Regions from separate parts of the Gossypium hirsutum genome. Here region 1 is linked to region 2. Evidence: chromatin contacts called from public Hi-C data. All regions are on one chromosome and are shown on one strand. Each heading gives the region's core, a stretch centred on a gene start, on an enhancer-like site or on the middle of the called end of the contact. The rest is flanking DNA. Distances are from core to core; before and after follow the strand shown.

Region 1 (5,634 bases), core at 1,137-3,636, 50 kb before region 2:
TTACCCCTAGACTCGGGAATTATAATTCATCCCTTATTCTTATGTTTTATGACATGCTGATTACTTTTCCCTTTTATGACAACATCAAATTCTCACTCTAACACATAGTTATGAACAATAATAATTTTTACCGATTAAGCCATTTTACTCATTTTTGCTTAAAACCGCTTAACAAAAGTTGTTTAACATAACTTTATCCTTGAAATTCTACCATAAAAATCAAAATAAACACATTCCACCTACAAGTATTTTTCCAAATATAAACCCTAGCTTAAAATAAGCTTAATCAAGTTACCGAGTTTTCGAAATCGTAAAGAACTTGAAAAACAGAGCTAGAATGGACTTACTGTTGAGCTTGGAAAGCTTGAAAACCCTATCCATGTCTTCCCCCATGCTAATTTCGATCTCCATGAAAAAGATGAGTCAATTTTAGCTTTATTTTTCCTTTTTATTTCTTTTAATTACCAAATGACTAAAATGTCCTTAAGGCCCTTCTTTAAAATTTTATCCTATTCATGCTCATTTTTGTCCAAACAAAATATAATGCTAAAATTACCATTTAAAGACCTCCTCTTTAAACCCCAATTTCAATCAATTACTTATAAATTAGAACACATATTTTACAACTTTTACAATTTAGTCCTAAAAGTCCAATTAAGCACTTTATTAGTAAAATTACTTAACGATATTTTTACACAATATTTTAATCAATAAATAAACCTTAAAACTTAATTGGAATAAATTTTTCAACTTCGAATTCGTAGTTCTAAAACCATCATTCCATTTAGGCCCTAAATCAGACTGTTACAACAACTACAAATAAGCCCTAATAGGCAAATTAAACATGCAATCTATAAAATTTCTTATTAATACACACATGCATCTAATCACTTGATAAATCATAAAAATTAATCGAAATAAACTTTTCTATATCAAATCACAACCACTATACTATTTAGGACCTATTTCAAAATGTTACAAAAGAGGTTTTTATTGAAGCTATTTTACAAGCTCTGCCCACTTATACGGTCTTGTTTTCTTTTACCAAAAACTCTTTGTTTAGAGTTGGAAAATATAATGGGTTCATTTTGGTGGAGGAATAATCATGGCAAGAGAAGGACGCATTGGTGTGATTGGAGGTCTTTATGTACGTTGGAGGAAGGAGGCATGGGTTTTCATCATTTGAGTTCTTTTAATATAGCTTTATTGGCCAACAGGAATGGCGACGATACCTTAATTCCTTACTAGCGCATACTTTAAAAGCCAAATACTTTTAAGGATTCCGATTTCTTAAACGCTAGATTGGGAAATTTACCTTCTTTTACCTGGAAACGTCTATGGGCCACAAGGGGGCTAGTTTTGAAGGGAATGGCATGGAAGATCGGGGATGGTCGGAAAGTTTCTATCTGGGAAGATGTTTGGATCCCTAAAAATGAAGAGGTCAGAGTCCAAAACATGAATAGTAATCCTAGAATTAATAAAGTGGCAAATCTGATTCATGCTAATTCTAGATAATTGAATTTTGAGTTGATTCATAGTACCTTCTCTATGCCGGTTGCAAAAAGAATTCTTTGCATTCCTCTTCCTTTGTTTGAGCAAGAAAATTCTCTCATCTGGAGGCGTGGGTTGTCTGGGGAGTACTCGGTTCGTATTGGTCACAAAATCGTTTTACATGAAGGACGAAACCAAATACAAGCAGATTACATACAACTTTACAAGAAACTATGGAAACTGGACCTACCCCTAAAATTAAAATTACAGTTTGGAGACTTTTGTGTAACTATGTACCTACTTTCAGTAATCTACACTATCGAAGAATGTTGGATTCTCCTACGTGTCGGTGGTGTTAATCTGGAGCGGAGACAAAGGAGCATCTGTTTCGTGAATGCCCTTCTACAAAGGAAACATGGGAGCAGTGAAGTATTTTTTGGCCTATTTCCTATAAAACCTTAAATTTCAGAGACTGGATAAAAAGTAGTTTTGAGTCCAGATCTATGGCTAACTGTAGAATGATAGCATGTGTTTTATGGGCGATTTGGACTTTTCGAAATAGATTTATTCATGAGGGGGAGATTAAATCAAGTGCTCAAATTGTTATTTTTGTGAACAACTATTTAAAGGAACTTGATGGTTTGCATTGTTGTGTACCTGAAAGAAGGGTGTATGTGGACAGATGGGTTGTACCGATGGGATCGAGGCTGAAAATAAACTTTGGCGCAGCTTTCAACAACCATAAAAAAAAGAATCATGCTCAAGATTAGTGGTGCGTAATAAGGAAGCTAGGATCATATGTTCAAAAACTGTAATGAACACAAACATACCCTCTGTATTTGCAGCAGAAGCGGTTGCGTGTGTTCAGGCTCTGAATCTTGGGGTACAACTTGGTTTGAGAGAGGTGGAGGTTGAGGGAGACTCTCAGTCGGTAATCCGGAAGCTGCAAAAAAAGATGAATGATAGTTCTGAGATCTCAGTTTATATCAATGAGGCTTTGAAGCTGAGTTTAAGTTTCAGTTTATGTGTATTTCTCTTTACTAACAGGGAGGCTAACAAGGTAGCCCATTTTCTAGCATCTGAAGGAATTAAGAAAGGAGATTCTACTTATCTGTTGAATCTAGTCCCTTCTGGTGTTGCGGAGATGGTGGCTGAAGATAAGCGGTGGACGGAGGAGGCGAGAGAGTCAAGAAGGAGGGGAAATGAAGAGTTAGGTGGGAGTGTTTTCTGAAGAAATTGTTTTGCTGTGAGTTTCAAATTCAACAGGGTGTTATCTCCAAAGTGCTTTGGGGAAATGGGAAGATTTTTCGGATGGTGTAGATTGATGGACGTTTAAAGCTTCTGATTTGTTGGCCCTCCCCATGCATTTTTTTGTTGCTTTCAAGAGGGGTTTTCTTTTAATGGATTACAGCTGGAGTGCCGAAGACTCTAGAGCTCCCATTGTCGTTTTGCTGGATTGTTTTATTTTTCGGGTCATAGTGTTTTATTTTTGGTTTTTCTACTGTTTTTCTGTTTGGGCTTCGGTTTCTTTTTGGGTTTCCTTTGTATTTGGTTTTTTGACTTTTGTTCTATTTGCTTTTGGTGTGGTTGTTAGGCCTGCTTTGAATAATATTCCAGTGAATATTTGTTTCAAAAAAAAAAGATTATAGAAAGGAATTGGAATTGTTAAAATTAGAATTTTGAATATTTTACTTAAAAAATATTATATAAACCAACATAACTAAAATTATAATATAAATTTATAATTATATAGATAAATTAAATCTTTAAATTGGTTTTTTTTAAAATTTATAAGCCTTGCAAGTTAAAGCTTGATTAGAAAAATGTTGGATAAAATCATAATATTGTCATAATCTCACCAAATCAATGATATAACTTAAAAATATTTGTTGGATTTTTTATTTTTTATTTTGTTGCTGCACTTAAATTTTCTTTTTCCCCTTTTAGTTGAAGAAAGCAAAAGTTGACCATGATGCATGTGGATTTTATCTACCAATTATTCTTAAATGAAAATTATATTTAGGCATTTCAAATGCACTCCTAATGTATAGTTCAAATTAACTATTCAACCTTTACTACATCAAAATTTGTAATATTTGAATCTACATTTTCCTTTTTAAAAGTTTAATATATAAATTATTGTACCTAACATTTATTAATTATACATCTTTAATTTAAAGTAAACTCATGATCCACATAATAACATATAAATACAACAAATAATTAAATATAAATCATATAAAACTTCTAAAATAAAATTTATATTTGCGATTGATTTACACATCTTTAACATGAATAAATCATGGTTGATTCATGCACACCACAATAATACTATCCTTATGATTCGAATCGATGATGTGGATATTTAGTATAAACATACAAACCATTAAGTCAAGAACGAGGTTTTTTTTTTTTTTAAATTTCACTTAGATAAATTCTGACATATATACATAAAATTTTCTTTTAAAAAAATTAAATACATGTTTGAAAAATCATTCACTAATTAGATTTAGATTTTTTTAAGTGTGCATCCAATACTTACTCAAATTCCTATAGGATGTTCCTCACGGAAATAGGAGTTAGAAAATTGGAGAATTACATACGTAATTAACCATGATAACTTTCCCCCGGGGGGGGGTTATTTTTTAATTAATAAGCTTCAATGGAGTGTAACAACATTCTGCCCAATAAATTGTTTAGAGAATGAGAATTTTTTAAAAGTAGAAGTATTATGGAGGTTATTATATTAAGAGTTAAATTATAATTTATTTTTTTATTATAAAAAAGAAAAAGTAGTCTATTGGTCATTCTATTAAAATTTCATCCACTTCTACCGTTAAAAGTTGGTCTTTGTATATCAACATCAAGTATACATAGCACATCACATGTAACTATCTGGTTATTTTGTCAACTACACCGGTTTTTAATAGTAGAAATAGATAGAATTTTTAACAAAAATGACTAATTTGCTATTTAATCTAACATACAGTGATTAATTTATTTATTTTTTAAGTAAATAAAAAAATATAATCTGAATTTTAGTACAAAGACCTCCACAGTACTTTTATCCAAAATTATTTTCTCTTTATAATGAATTCATGCTGAAATTAGCCGCTTGAGATTGATGAATTCCATAATTTGGGGGGGGGGGGTTCAATAATACGAACTTGAAGCCAATTTCTATATATGGAAGGAAGATTATTTCATATTTTTTATTATTTATTTAATTTAAAAAAAAGTCATTTGAGTTAAAAAAATAAATGTCACTTATATTAATCGTTAAATCCCATTGAATGAAATGTTAATTGGATACATTAATGAATGAATTAATTTTAATTAAGAATGTTTATGGTTTTTTCCTAAATTTAATGGCAAGAAGAGGCTCCATTTCCCTCCCTTGTTAAGCTAACAAAAGGAATTCCCCTACTTCCAAACTTAAATACTAAAAATAAATAAATTATATTAAATGTGTATTAATTATAATAAATATTTAACGAAATGAATAAATATTTTGGATATACTATAAAAATTTTAAACAATTTAATCCCTATTAAATTAAATCGATGAATTTAGATAAAATTCAATTTTTTTTCTAAATTAATATTTTAATTCAAACCCCTTTTAACATATTATAGCAATGTTGATATTTGAAGGATAATTCAAACATTTATACAAATCTAAGACTGCGTGTGAGGTTGAAAATCTAGTTGCCTACTTATTTAGCATTTAGTCAAATCAGAAGCACAGAATTTCAATGAAAGCCACAAATTCAAATTAGATTATATCTTAATGCTTCAATAAATATAGACATTATTAGAATATACTGAATTTATTTTTGGTTGAGGGAATTTAACTGATTATATGAGAGAAAATTTTCTGGCTTACCAACCAAATGCCAGATGGAACAACACACTAAAATGTGGGCAATCCAATCCAATTAATATGATACTGAAATGGCCGTTTCTAAAAGTACACTTTATCAAAATCATATATACAATTTTCTTAATATATAAAATCTTTTTCATTAATTGTTAAAAAGAATTTTCATTAAAAATTTAACAAAAAAATATTGTGTGTTTTATCTTTTATATTTATTTTTTCGATTTATATTTAAAATTATTATTTGACCCTCTCAATAATGTT
Region 2 (5,223 bases), core at 724-3,223:
TAACTCCACATGTAATACTATTTGTACTTATAATTATAACTTCTTTTCAAATTTATTCTGGTTTAGTCCATATATATGATGGTTATTAATCTTATAGTATAAATCATAAGTGTAATTATTCATGCTATATTAATTATAATTTTATAATTTATACATGTGATGATAACTCAAAAAAATCTATAAAGATCATGATTTATTTATATACACAAACATTTTTTTATAATTTTTATGTTCATATTTAGAATTTATAATTATCTCTCTTAAAAATATTATCTTTAAAATTTAATTTAATTTATTCTCTTAAAAATGTAATGTATCCACCACTATATCCCACACTTAACACTTAACTATACGTAAAGTAATTTTTATTAGTCATGATATGTCAACCTGTATATGTATAGGTTCATAAATGGAGGGTGATAGGACATGTGATGTGTCAAAAACCTGAATACGTATGCTAAAATGGAGCAGCAGCAAATAATTTCTGCTTCAGACAAACAAACTCAACCCTTATAATTAGAGGCATTTGTACTCTGCAGGCTTTTTCTTGTCGAAGGCTTTGGGGAAAAAAACAAACAGAAATTAAAATGTGTATTTCAAAAACCATGAAATTAAAGTATGGTCCAATGTATGGTAATTAGTGAGATAAAGACATATTAATGGCAACTCCATTTTCCAAGAAAAATCGATTTTCACTACGACCAAACAGTATCTTTCCATTCTTTTAATTCAATGTCTCGATTGTCAAAGTTATTTTCTCAAAAAAAAAAAAAGGATATATATAATCAAAGGGCTTTGGAGTTTGGATGCTATAACATAGCACGGCCCATCACATTATATAACTGGGTAAGCTATATCATCAAATACTTAATTATGAGTAGATTTTTATCATTTAACAAAAATAAATTATTCAAAAAAATTCATGTAAATTGTTAAAATTTTAAATTTGATGTTATATGACTTTTTCTATTTGTATTGCTTGTACCAATCGAAAGTTGTTTTTTCCCTTCTCTTCAACCGTTCAATATTTTTCCATGAAACAACTTTAGACATTACAAATCCGTGAACCAAAAATTCAAACAGCATTTTTCTTCAATCTTCAACACTGACTATCAGATTGATTGGATTTAAGGTATGTTCTACTTGTCGATGAGTATTGATCCATTGTATTGATCATCGAATCACCGCTTGGAGCTTACTAGTGGAATTTAAAAAAAGAACTTAACAGCCTAGTAATTTAAATAAAAAAATGTGAATAATTCAATGACTTAAATGAAAACTTTCGAATAGTTTAGTGACCAAATTATAATTTTTTTAGTTAAGTGACCAAAATGAAAACTTACTCATAATTTAGTGACTAATAATGTAGTTTACCCTATATAATATTTATCCATCCATTTAGTTAAAAGAAACTTTTAAGAAATATAGTTGAATTAAATGGGATAAAAGACAAAAAGAAACATTATACACTTTTTAAACTTTGATGAAGTAGGCCAACACCAAAAAGATCATAATTCATTACAAAAAGAGTATAGTATGTGAATGAAGAAAAATTATTAAGAAAAACCCAAATAACTTTTTTTTATACATTTAAAAAAACCATTATTTATGTGAAATGAGATTTAGGATAATATATTTTACTGTTCATAAAAATTAATTATTTTAAAATTCATGATTGGACTCTCAACTATATTAGTTTTAAAATTCAAAATTAATTTTTTTTTAAATTGTAATATACTTTATCATTATATGCAACTAGTTATCAGCTAATATAAGTGGTTGGAAAATTGATCCATATATAAATTTAGTATGTAACTAGGGTTTTATTGCTTTTTTGGATTTGGTGCGATAGTGACTTGAGAATGAGTACTTTGCTGTCCAATTTAATAACTTGCAGTTTCGTGAACAATCAAACCCCTCGCTGCTGCTGCTGCTCATTTGAATCCCATGCCATGCCTTGTTTCTTTCAATTTTGTAAAGTTTGTCTACTGTATAAAATACATGGGCCTTTTAAGACGATGGAGTCAGCCCAGGAATACTGTCAATTATTTTAGATTTCTCATGACTTTTTTAGGCCCATTATTTGTTTGTTCCAAATGAAACCCATTAATTTAAAGAGTTGTAGACATGCACCAAAAGGAGAAAAAAAAAGATTATAGTCTAAACAAAGGCCTAATTTCGTATTAACTAAAAATCTTCCTTTAATTTTTATTAAAATATTAGGTTTTTAAATTACAAGTATAATTATAATTATAATTCAAACAATATACATCCAAATCAATAATAATTAAAATCAAGCATTACAAACAATAATGTGTGATGGGATGTGGTGATGGTTTACTTCATCTCTTAATTATGTAGTCGGATGTTTAATTCTATTTATTTTTTTAAAAAATAAATAATTAAATTCTATGAAATAAAATTACAATTAATTCATAATTTTTGAAAAGTAATAACCTTTGCACTAGAGAATGTAATCTAATCTAATTACAAAATGCTTTAATTTGCCATGCATTGGTAGATAGTTGGAAGAGCTATCAATAAAGTGAGATAGAGTCCTCTTTGATCGATTAAGTGTACTATAAAATATATTATGTTTGAAATGGTTAAGGTATGACAATGAGGGACAAGGAATTAAAATTATGGAGTTCCCTAAGGAATTAATTTGATACGACTCTTGTGTGGCCACTTTTTCTTCTGTATTATCATAATCTCTTTTACCTTTTTAAGCTCCAAAATCTAGAAATCCCAGTATTACAATTCATTGGGCAAGCAATGCACTAAAGCTACTTTAACTTCATGTCCCAAACTTCATAATTGTCTGGTCTTTTGGCAACAATAAATTAATTGATTTCGTATGATCTCGTTTCTACACATGTAAACCCTTACCAACCAAATGTTATATGAGTCCACTAAATTAGAAAAATGCTAACAGTCAAAAGAAATTAAGGACTTATTTAGGTGTGCACAAATATAAGGGTTTATCTACATAAAATTAACAGAAGTTTAGAGACTTAATTTGTTAAATTTATTTTAGTCAATTATTAATATGTTAAACTTTATACAAATAAACATCACCTCAGACATTATTATGACATGAAAAATAATAAGAATAAATGAATTGTGAAGCCTAATCCTAATGTTAAACTTATCTCATAATATTTGGGATTATAAAGGAAACTATGTCTTCTTCCCCTATAGTTGAAGAATTTGATTAGAAAAACCGGAAGGTCTTTACTTGTTTGGTCCTTATCTTAGAGTTTCTTTAGTCAAAAGTTAAGGCAAATAGTGTTTTATCTAGCCAACCACAAAAGGCAATGACATGTTCCCCACTCAGAGAGAATAGCTAGATAAAGATGTCCATTATGTCTACTTCTAGCTAAGGAGGAAAGCAAAAACTGTATGCCCAAAAATAATAGATTTATCATTTAATTTTTTAAAATTTTATAAAATTATATGTTAATATAAAATTATATTTTAAAATTTCACTTTAATTTTAATAATATATGATTCATTTTTATCTTTTAAAAAAATTAGTTTCATCTTTATTTCTAATGTTGATAATTTTTTTAAGTAGAATTTATATATCATTGGTGAAATAAATCACTGTCAGTATATGCACTACAAGCAAGTAATGCTAGCTAATGGGCTAACATTGGGTTGATTTCATTTTAATTATAATAGGGATTCCTATATATTTGGGACAATCAAATAAATTGACATGCAATGATGCAGTTTTAAAATTGAATACAATATCTGGCTCATGATGAAGGTCACTTGTTGTTTCTACTAGCCCCAAAGATTATGAGATTGTGGTTTTGACAGACACTCGAAAACCACACCACATTTAAGTTTTTTCTAATTGATCAGACCAGCTCATTTGTGAAATAATTATGAGATACAGAGAAAAAAGGGGGGGGGGGGGAAACGGATAGAAGCAACCATCATTTTCATTGCACATTACATCTAAAGTACTGGTCTCTACTTGCAATTCAAGTCAACTATTTTGAGAAGTTTGTAATTTTCGAAATTAGAGTATTTATTGAGGATAGCAGCTTTTAATTTTGTTATTAAGAGTATTATTTAAAGAGGTAAATAATTGATCATGAAATGAGTTTTATTTTTATGAGCGAAGATTAAATTTTCGATTTCATAGTGGATGAGGTAAGTAACCACCACACCTCATGATTAAGAATTTTGTAATCTCGATTATTCTTAAATCTCAATGAATTTTTTTTTATTTTTTTGTTTTTCTTTAAGCAAACCTAATGGTTTCTAATGGTCAAAAATATATTCATTGGCACACTTAATATCTAAATTTAAGATTCACCATACGCAATTATATGCATAGGTCTTTGAATCTCGTTATGTGCAATGTGCAATGTTCATGTGTGAATTTTAGTCCAATTCATTGACTTTAATCTGTTAAAATCATTTTTGCATTACTTAATTAAAAATAATAATTCATTAATTTTATTTTTGTAGTTAACATCTTAACTAGTATCACTAAACAATTAACATTTCTTCGATAATTTTATCATTTCAAATTTCAAGTTAGGAAGTAGATATATATCATTAATAGTTATATATACTAGTGAAGTCCTTCCATAGAAATACACTACCATAAATTACTTTTATTTATTCTGGGAGAATATTAATGTGGTTTGAAAATGAATCATAATCAATGTACAATTTTCTCATATTTATTGTACTCCAGATTTGAAAATTTGAACAAATCTAATAATTGTTTTATAAGTAAATTTAATACTATGCTAGACCTTTTGAAAAAAGAAAATTTTGAGAATAAGAATAATAGTATCATACGATGTTAGTAACCCATCTACCAACATATTTAATAAACCCAATTTTCACTAGCTATATAAAAAATTTATTTAAATGAACATAATTTATAATATCCACAAGGAGAGGTCCCTTTTGTTTTACACATTGCAATAGCATAAGTAAGGGATTTTCCAAATTAATTATGAAATGTGACATCATCTTGTATCTTAATTATATGGTTAGAAGTTTGATTTTTATTCATGAGAATAATATGTTTTATAATCAATCATTCATTTCTTGAAATTAATTACACTGTTTATAATAAATACTCTAATTTCGAAAAATATTTTAAAATGAAGGGACGGATTCGATAAATTTTTGACTAACCTTTAAAGCGGACTACATTTTAATTATTTTTTAATTTCATCAGACAAACTACAT

Evidence for each region. A called contact is a pair of places that touch in the nucleus more often than the background predicts.
Region 1: a Hi-C map of leaf shows a contact between it and region 2, with 3 times the contacts expected there. The contact joins the promoter of LOC121229800 here to the enhancer-like site in region 2. A contact is called at or near these places in 14 of 34 Hi-C or Micro-C datasets (anther, leaf and seedling).

What each region holds. Positions count from the first base shown.
Region 1 is chrA01:115,879,576-115,885,209 of Gossypium_hirsutum_v2.1, reverse strand. It overlaps LOC121229800, which reads right to left and starts at 2,386. Exons shown (of 4, transcript XM_041114671.1): 1 at 2,149-2,386; 2 at 1,542-1,630; 3 at 1,316-1,426. The coding sequence starts at 2,249.
Region 2 is chrA01:115,829,166-115,834,388 of Gossypium_hirsutum_v2.1, reverse strand. No RefSeq gene overlaps it. Among protein-coding and RNA genes, the nearest start is that of LOC107925560, 7.2 kb to the right of the region's middle. Within about 2 kb of position 1,973, at least 2 of the 9 cell types and tissues checked have an H3K27ac peak or open chromatin away from gene starts, as enhancers often do. A contact at or near this core is called in leaf, where this site is marked.